Linked DNA regions of Gossypium hirsutum: regions 1 and 2 are each linked to region 3. A link is a contact called in public Hi-C data. All regions are on one chromosome and are shown on one strand. The core of a region is the stretch at or near the end of the contact, and the rest is flanking DNA. Distances in the headings are between cores, read along the strand shown.

Region 1 (2,700 bases), core at 22-2,521, 240 kb after region 3:
TTATTCTTTATAGATTACTAATTCTTCATTCCCTCCAGAATAATACCAGTAAAATGCAGTCCAGATAAAACAATATTTTCAATTACTATGAAATGTTTTGTCGTTTTGAAACACAACAAACCTGCAATAAAATCATAAAACTCTTTGGAATTTTACTAATTTTATTTTATTTTATTAAAAAATGCCAAATTTAAACATAGTTAAATCAATTGATTTATGTAGTTGTAATTTTAAAATATAATAGAATCCATGTATTTTTATTAAAAAAATGAATCAAACTGTAAAATACCATGAATGGTCTCCATTATTGTTTTGTTTTTTTTAATATTTATTTTAGTTATCCTAAATGTTAAATGAGAAGGGAATAAAGCAAAACCATGGGCTCCTCTACCAATCCCATATATGTTCAAGGCAAAAATAGTTAAAAGACAAGGAAAAGCTCTTTTGGCTTCATTCCAGCATGCAAAACGACAGCGCATGGCACCGTCATTACAAAATTAGCCAAGCCTACACTGGAAAAATACAATTGAAATTAACCAAAATGAAAAAAAAAAGTTTTCCAGTTCTTGGCAGCTGCATAGGTTTCTCAATAAGCTTTGCGATGATGGCGAGAGCCTGAAGAAGAAGAAGGTGAAGGTGTTGAAGGTTTAATTTTCATGGAAGCCAAACAGCAATTTTCTTTCTTCAAACTCTCTTCTTCATCCATGAAAATTTGCCTGCACCTACACTCCACGCTACAAAAACCCCTATCCCCCCTACCAACAATCACAACAACAACAAAAGAAAAACCATGAATCAATCATACAGAAAGAAACAGTCGACAAAAAAAGAAAAAGGAAAAAAAAAACATACTTGTACATGTAGATGTCTTTTCCAGGCAAAAGTTTTTGTTTGCAAAGGAAGCATTGTTCAAGAAAGGAAGGAACCATGTGAGAAGTGGTGGTAGGAGGAGACAACCTAGAAGAGCTCGAAGAAGATGAAGAAACTTTGCTGCTGGTGTTGATTAACATGGTTGTTTTGCTAATAAGTTGCGGGGTTTTTTTACTGAATATGTTATGGTTACCACTCTTTTGATTCTCCAAAACTACACTCAGTCCCACCATCTTTTCATTCCTTTTTGGGAGAGTGATGTGGTTTGTTTGGATGAGAGAAAAATATAAATCGAAAGAAGGGAGTTATAAAGAGCGGAGGGAAGAGGAGGGGGTTGATACAGCAGTAGCAGTAAGAAAGGACGATTTGTGTAGCCAAGGATTTGACTTTGTACTGCTTATTCTTTTAACTGCCACGCATCCCACTTATTATCCCTTTCATTTCAAGTTTCTTTTCTTTTCTTTCTTTCTCATTATCCATTTTTTTAACCTTTTCTTTATTTTACTTAATTCCATTGCACATTATGAGTTAATTTTGGGTGCAGCATCCTCTGTTGTAGACATCCAGTTGAAATGTTAATGAAAAATAATCATTTTTATATAATAAACAGGTGAAAGTAGAATTCTTTTGGAGGAGAAGAAATTAAATTTTATATTTTTAAGATAGTTAAAATATAATTTTATTATTGTATTCAAGTCTTGAAAATGATTAAATTAAAATTTCATTATTTTAGAGGGTTAAACTATAATTTTGCTATTATTAAGTTATACCTTTATAAATTTTGAAGGGGCTAAAATAAAAACTAGGACCCTTACCTCCTGCCCCTTTCTTCACTTTAACAATAAATGTTAACTTTATTACAATTTGATTCTTTCTATTAATTCACGATTAAATTGATTAATTTAATATGATAGAGACACTAAGCCTTATTTTATTCAATTCCTATAATAGAGGGACTTTGCGAGTACTTTCACCATTAAATTTTAATTTACTCTATCAACTTCAAAATCTTTTTATTGAACCCCAATTTACAGTATAGTTCAAATTAAGTGTTTCCATCAATCTAGTCATTAATTTGGTTGTTAAATATTAACTTGTATTTCATATTCAAATAGATATTTATTAATCCAAATGAGTTTTTTTTTATTATTAAAAAAAACTCATGTCAAAGGACTTAATTGAAAGGATATTTTAATTTGAAAGTTCAATTAAAATATTTTAAAATTAAAAAAATTGACTCAAATTAGAATTCCAAAAATGAACTAACTACAATTATGATTTGTTTTAGAGTGACATAGGGTGGTAAAGCAAATAGTTTTGTCACGATTATTACTACTTGGATTTTTTAAAAGGAGAATAAATCACAATAAATAAAAAAAGGCATATGTTATTCAAATAAGAGCCGACGAATGTACTTTTACTTAGCTGATCTCTGCCCTTCCTTTTGTCTCGATTCATGCTTCTTCTGATTTTTGGGGGTACGTGGTCTTACTTAAGGCTTTGGCAGCTATTTGAAAACCCTATACAAAGACGTGGTGTACGAACCAGTGTGTTTGCTTTAATGCCAAACCTCCCTTCAATTAATTGTTTTACACCAATGTATTGGAATCCAATCCTCTCCAAAGTTGGTCAATACTACAACCTTGACACCATTTTAGATTCATCACAACACTTTATTCTTTGGTTCTTATTATTGTTTTGTAACAACGTCATATTTAAACGGAAAATTCGATAATTTTAAATTTAGAACTTTACCAATAAATGTATTAGTTGAAGTGCATTCGTTCATGTTGGATATCAAATAATGTGTTTTATATTTTTAAAAGAAAG
Region 2 (2,700 bases), core at 17-2,516, 140 kb before region 3:
AATGGCCTAATTTTCATTTTGAACTATGGTTTACTTACCACTATAGTCCTTTAGCAATTAAAAATCTATAGAGATTAACTTTTCCCATTTTTACAATTTAGTCATCGTACCTTAATTAACTATCCGATTGACAAAATTAAAAGACCAAAATTTAATTAAACTTTATATTAACCTCATAAATATTAAATAATAATATTTACAGACTCAATCATCGAAAATGAGGTTCCAAAATTGCATTTTTTAATACAGCTAATTTTAGGATCATTACACTTGTACCTTAACTAACTATCAACTAAACAAAATTACTAGACCAAATTTTAATATATTTCTATGCTAGTCTCATAAATATTAAATATCAATATTCACAACCAGTAGGGAAAAGTGGTGCTCGTCACCCATAGAGCAATTTGTGAATTCTATAATGTTCTATACTATGATTCAAATTTTGTCGAAAATACTAATTTAACATACTTTAAGGAAATAGATATGAAAAATGTAGTAAATTATTTAACCAAAGGTAAGTGTGAATGGAAGCACCGACCAGGCACTAATGTCCCAACACCATTTAATCAAGCAATTATGTTTCCTATAGCAAAGATGTGGATACAATTTCTGTGTACTCGAATTACACCTGCTTTAAATGTGTCTGACGTCAATACTTTTTGTGCTGTGTTGTTATATGCAATTTTGCAGAAAAAACATGTTTGTATCGGTACATGGATCTACGAGAACATGAAATACTATATTAATGGCCAAAAAGTTGGGGTTTTTTTCCCTCACTTAGTAACAACATTATGCAAGAAGGCGGGAGTTCCAACTACAACAACTGAACAGTTTATGAATCTGACCAAGAGTCTAATTAAGGACTCAATATAAACTAAATATACTAAGCTTCAAAGGAAGCAGATTGAATACACCAAAAGAGAATATGGATATCCCAACATTGTTGAAAATAAGAAAACTACAAAAGCTCAGGAAGGCCAAGAGCTGAGCAACATCTCAGACTTAGAGTAGGTGATATGGTGGATGCAGGAGATGGGGTCGGTTGGACAGTAATTTGCAAGGCAAAATGGTAAGGGAATACCAAATACGACGCAATGCAATCTCACCTTGAGAAGAACGACAATGATGAGGAAGAGAATGAAAATGAGGAAGAAGAGGTGGATGACATGGAGCATGATTTCCTAAATGATTATGACTATGAGGAGACATTCCAACCGAAGAGGCCCTCGAACATAGGCTCAGTCATTCGAAGCCCAACATGACAAGCCCACTCATCGTGTGGAGGCTCATCTTGATCACATGTATCGGGCAAAGGGAAAGCTCCAATAGAGAGGTGACAACCACCAAATTTTGATAATTAAACTCATTTGTTCTTTTATTTTGGAAGACTGTAAACAATTAACTTAGATGATTTTAAACTTTTGCTTTAGATTAGGAATAGGTAAATAATTATTATTATATATATAGATGTTAACATAAGATTTCTATGCAGGAACCCTATATGAGGATAGCACTACAATTAGGAGCTTAAAAAAAAGTAAGAGAGGAGAAACCCAAAATACGACTGGAGCAACTTCAATAAAAAGCGAGTAACTTCCTTCTTTTATACATTAGGGTTGCACATTAGGAACAATATGCTACCTAAAGTGTGGGGGATAACATAGGAAATTTACGCTCTTATTTTTATTTTTATTTTTATTTTTCTACTTTATTTTAATTAATATTTATTGTCTAATGTGTGCTTAAGCTAGTAGAAATACAAGTGATTAGTTAGGAGCGTGTATATAGGTTGGTTGTATTTGCTGTAAATTTGATATGAAGTAGGTGATTTTAAATTATTAATTGTTAGACTAATTAGTTTTATATATTACACTATAAATATACATTAAGTAATTGAGTGTACCAAATGATAGGGGAAAATACAGGGAAACAAACATGCTAGTATGGACAATAGATGATTGAAGTACCTAGGGTTGACCTAAGGCATTTTTTGGTGTAAATATAAAGCCAAAAAGCTAACCTTATTTATCATTCTTTAGTACCTGTATTTGAGCCAGAAATTATTTCTTGTGGAAAACCTTCATACAAAACACTGAGCCAAAACATAAATTGTACTTATCTTTTTTTCCTTGGTCCTTGAAATGCATGAACTTAGACGTTCGACCATACATATTGAGGGATAGGTAGATACATAAAGGTGGTTTTGAAAAATCAAAGTGAAATAGGAAGAAAAAATATGATATAATAATTATAGGTTAGACAAAAGTGTGCAAAAATGAAAAATTCAAAAAAAAAGGTAAAATGAGAAGAAAAAGTACAAAAAGAAACAAAAGCATTATGAGTGAGAAAAAAGTAAAAAGTAAAGTGACAAAAAACAATACGTCAAAAAGTTAGAAAAACACAGTCATTAGTGCACCAAAACTCGTTAAGTTGGCCATAATTGCTACTATTACATTGTATCTTCCTACATGGAGAGATAACGAAGGTGAGAGAAAGAGATAAAAAGTTGTAAACGAGAAGAGGATATTTAAGGAGGTGAATAGGGTACAATACGATGTGCCAAATTAATTTCCTGTTTGAACCATTTTGAAGTGCCCTATTCTTGAAATCCGTAGCAACCTTAAGCCTCAGAATGTTTCAAGCTTAAAAGTTCTACACAACCTAGGTAAATCTATTCGTGGATGGACATTGTATTAG
Region 3 (2,700 bases), core at 2-2,501:
GGAGGACACACAAAGCCAAGGGAGATCAATTGCATATCTTCTCACATATACAAAATCATTAAAATGTAATTGTGGGGGAAGAATGATGACTATTGTTTTCATGTAACCATATAACCTAATTTGGGCAATATACCAAGCAAAAAAAAGAACAATGAAATTATAGATCCAAATTTGCCTTCGAACCCCAATTATGCTTCACAATTTTCTTTTAAAATCTAACACTCTTTTTCTCTATTACGGAATACAAGTATATAATCTGGAGTTTTTCTACAGCTTTATCTATTGCTATATAATTCAATCAATAAAAGAACCATATTTTGAGTAGCATAAAGTGAATTACTTGCAAACCGACCAACACAGAACCATGTAAGAGAATTGTAGGTCAACATTAATGGTTCAAATATAAGCCCTATTTTGAGTAGCATAAAGTGAATTACTTGCAAACCGACCAACACAGAACCATGTAAGAGAATTGTAGGTCAACATTAATGGTTCAAGTATAAGCCCTCTAAATTCCAATCTTTGCAAGAAAAATGAATATCAAGTTGATAAATACATCTGTTTTCCTCTGCAGCTAAATAAAACCCAATACAATTCTTTTGCTAACGAACCCCAAAAAGATCAAAACTTTATAAAGCAATTTGCATAGAAAAAGTGTGGGTCATAAATAACAAAGAAATCCCAAATTCCATAACTCAAAATCAATAGGCAAAAAGGAAAGATAAAGAAAGAAGAAAATGAAAAGAGGGGGTACCATCAGGAGAAAGAGAATTGACAGGAGGATTGATGATGGTGATAACAGCAACTCCATCAACTCCAACTTCAAGGGTTGTTCTTCCATTGTTCTTGCTCCCCATTATCACTCTTTGCTTAGGCTATAATCTCTTGCTTTATTTATTTTTAATCAAAATTTGGAGTCGAACAATGGGTATTAATTAATAGTAAAAATTATAAAAGGAGTTAGTTGGGTCGACGATTTTATTTAAGGAGGTGTCGTGTAAGAAGGCGGAGGAGGGAGTGACGTTTGAAGAAAAGAGTGTACGGAGAAACCCAAGTTAGTAGGCTTTAATCAACAGCTGCTCCAAATCTTTGAACTGCTTCGTTGGTCTCAAAGTTGCTTGGTTGAGTTCCAACGCCAACGCCAACGCCAACGCCAACGCCTGCATGGCTGTCCTCATCCAACCATATTTGTTTGCTGTTCCACTCTCATTTTATATATTTATTGAGCACAACTATAATCAGAGTTAATTTATGTTTATTGATAGCACAACCCTCTAATTCTCATAAATGAAATTGAAAAATGGTAATACATCTCACTGAGTTAAACTTTTTTACTACATTACTTGCTATGCATCACAAATCAAATTAAGAGAATAACAGGTAAAACATTAACTGCCCCTGTATAAAAACGAAAATATTGTCTTTTAGATACAATTTTCTTGAAGTTTAGTGAAAGTTAATTCTTTGAGAATTAATTTGGATGGAAAATACATTTAATTACAGTTTATGTAAAAATAGTAGTGGCGATGAAATTAAACACTGTACCAATACTATAGCGTGATATAAAAAGTAAGCTAAACACATCATACGCTAAACACATCATACTATACCTTATCGTCTATCTAAATCCATTCAAATTCATGGTGAATTTAATTCACTAACATATTAAATATAAAATGTATTAATATTATATTTATATTCAATTTTACTCTATTCATGAATAATTTCATTTTGCGACTAAGTGTCACATGGGTAGCTTGGGCGAGGTGTCAATTTTCTATCGGCTATCTTTAGGGTAAGATATTAAAATGCAAAGTAGGGGAAATTAGGCTGAGAGAGATAAGACGAAGAAAACAAAGTTGGATTATGATAATTCCAAAGTATTAAAACCCTTGGTCTTGGTCGCTTTCGTTATCGAACCCACTTTACCTTTTTTTTTCAAAAAGATAATTTCATTTATATATAAAATATTACCATCAAAGGAAAGGAGTGGAGAAAACTCAAATATGTTAGAAATAAATTGTAAACAAAAATTGTATAAAATAAAGGGGGTTTTATGTCCTTGATATATTATTTTAATAAATTTTTTATCTTGAATTTTGGACTTTAAATTTTGAACTTTAAATTTTAAACTTTGTATCTTGGTTATTGAAACTCTAGACTCAAGTCTAAAATTTAGAGTTCAGAGTTAAAAGTTCAAGGTCTAGAATTTTAGGGTCCAAGATTTAGAATTTAAGATTCAAGATTTAAATTAAAAAATTATTAAAATAATATGTTAATTACATAAAAAAAGATATTGAAATGACATTAAATAATTAGTAAAAGATATAAAATGATATAACATCTCTATTTTATATAATTTTTCCTTAAAAATGACGTAATGTCTCTATTTCGTATAATTCTTTTTAGAATATCTTAGAAAATAATATAAAAAGAACGTTAAACATAATGGATACAAAGCTATATTAACTAGTAAGATGGATCTCTTAAATTGCCGCTTTAAATTCAACACTCATCATCTTGTCTTTCCCAAATAACTTAATGTTAAATCTTTTAAATTATATATAAACATAAATAAATTAATTTAAATTCGATATACCACGTCATTAAAATAAGTCACAATCGACGAATCTTTCACTAACTCCAACAAAAACCACTAAAAGAGCAAGAGCCAACCCCTAAACTAAAATTATTAGGATG

Evidence for each region. A called contact is a pair of places that touch in the nucleus more often than the background predicts.
Region 1: a contact with region 3 is called in a Hi-C map of leaf, with 2.7 times the contacts expected there. The contact joins the promoter of LOC107925400 here to the promoter of LOC107896697 in region 3. A contact is called at or near these places in 7 of 34 Hi-C or Micro-C datasets (anther, fibers, leaf and 1 more).
Region 2: a Hi-C map of leaf shows a contact between it and region 3, with 3 times the contacts expected there. The contact joins the enhancer-like site here to the promoter of LOC107896697 in region 3. A contact is called at or near these places in 4 of 34 Hi-C or Micro-C datasets (leaf and seedling).

The regions. Positions count from the first base shown.
Region 1 is chrA10:97,187,550-97,190,249 of Gossypium_hirsutum_v2.1, forward strand. LOC107925400 (FCS-Like Zinc finger 15) reads right to left here and starts at 1,272. Exons shown (of 2, transcript XM_016856061.2): 1 at 853-1,272; 2 at 422-755. The coding sequence starts at 1,103. The coding sequence ends at 587.
Region 2 is chrA10:96,807,190-96,809,889 of Gossypium_hirsutum_v2.1, forward strand. No RefSeq gene overlaps it. Among protein-coding and RNA genes, the nearest start is that of LOC107895516, 24 kb to the right of the region's middle. Within about 2 kb of position 1,267, at least 1 of the 9 cell types and tissues checked has an H3K27ac peak or open chromatin away from gene starts, as enhancers often do. A contact at or near this core is called in leaf, where this site is marked.
Region 3 is chrA10:96,947,879-96,950,578 of Gossypium_hirsutum_v2.1, forward strand. It overlaps LOC107896697 (peroxisomal fatty acid beta-oxidation multifunctional protein MFP2), which reads right to left and starts at 1,252. Exons shown (of 18, transcript XM_016821928.2): 1 at 755-1,252. The coding sequence starts at 857.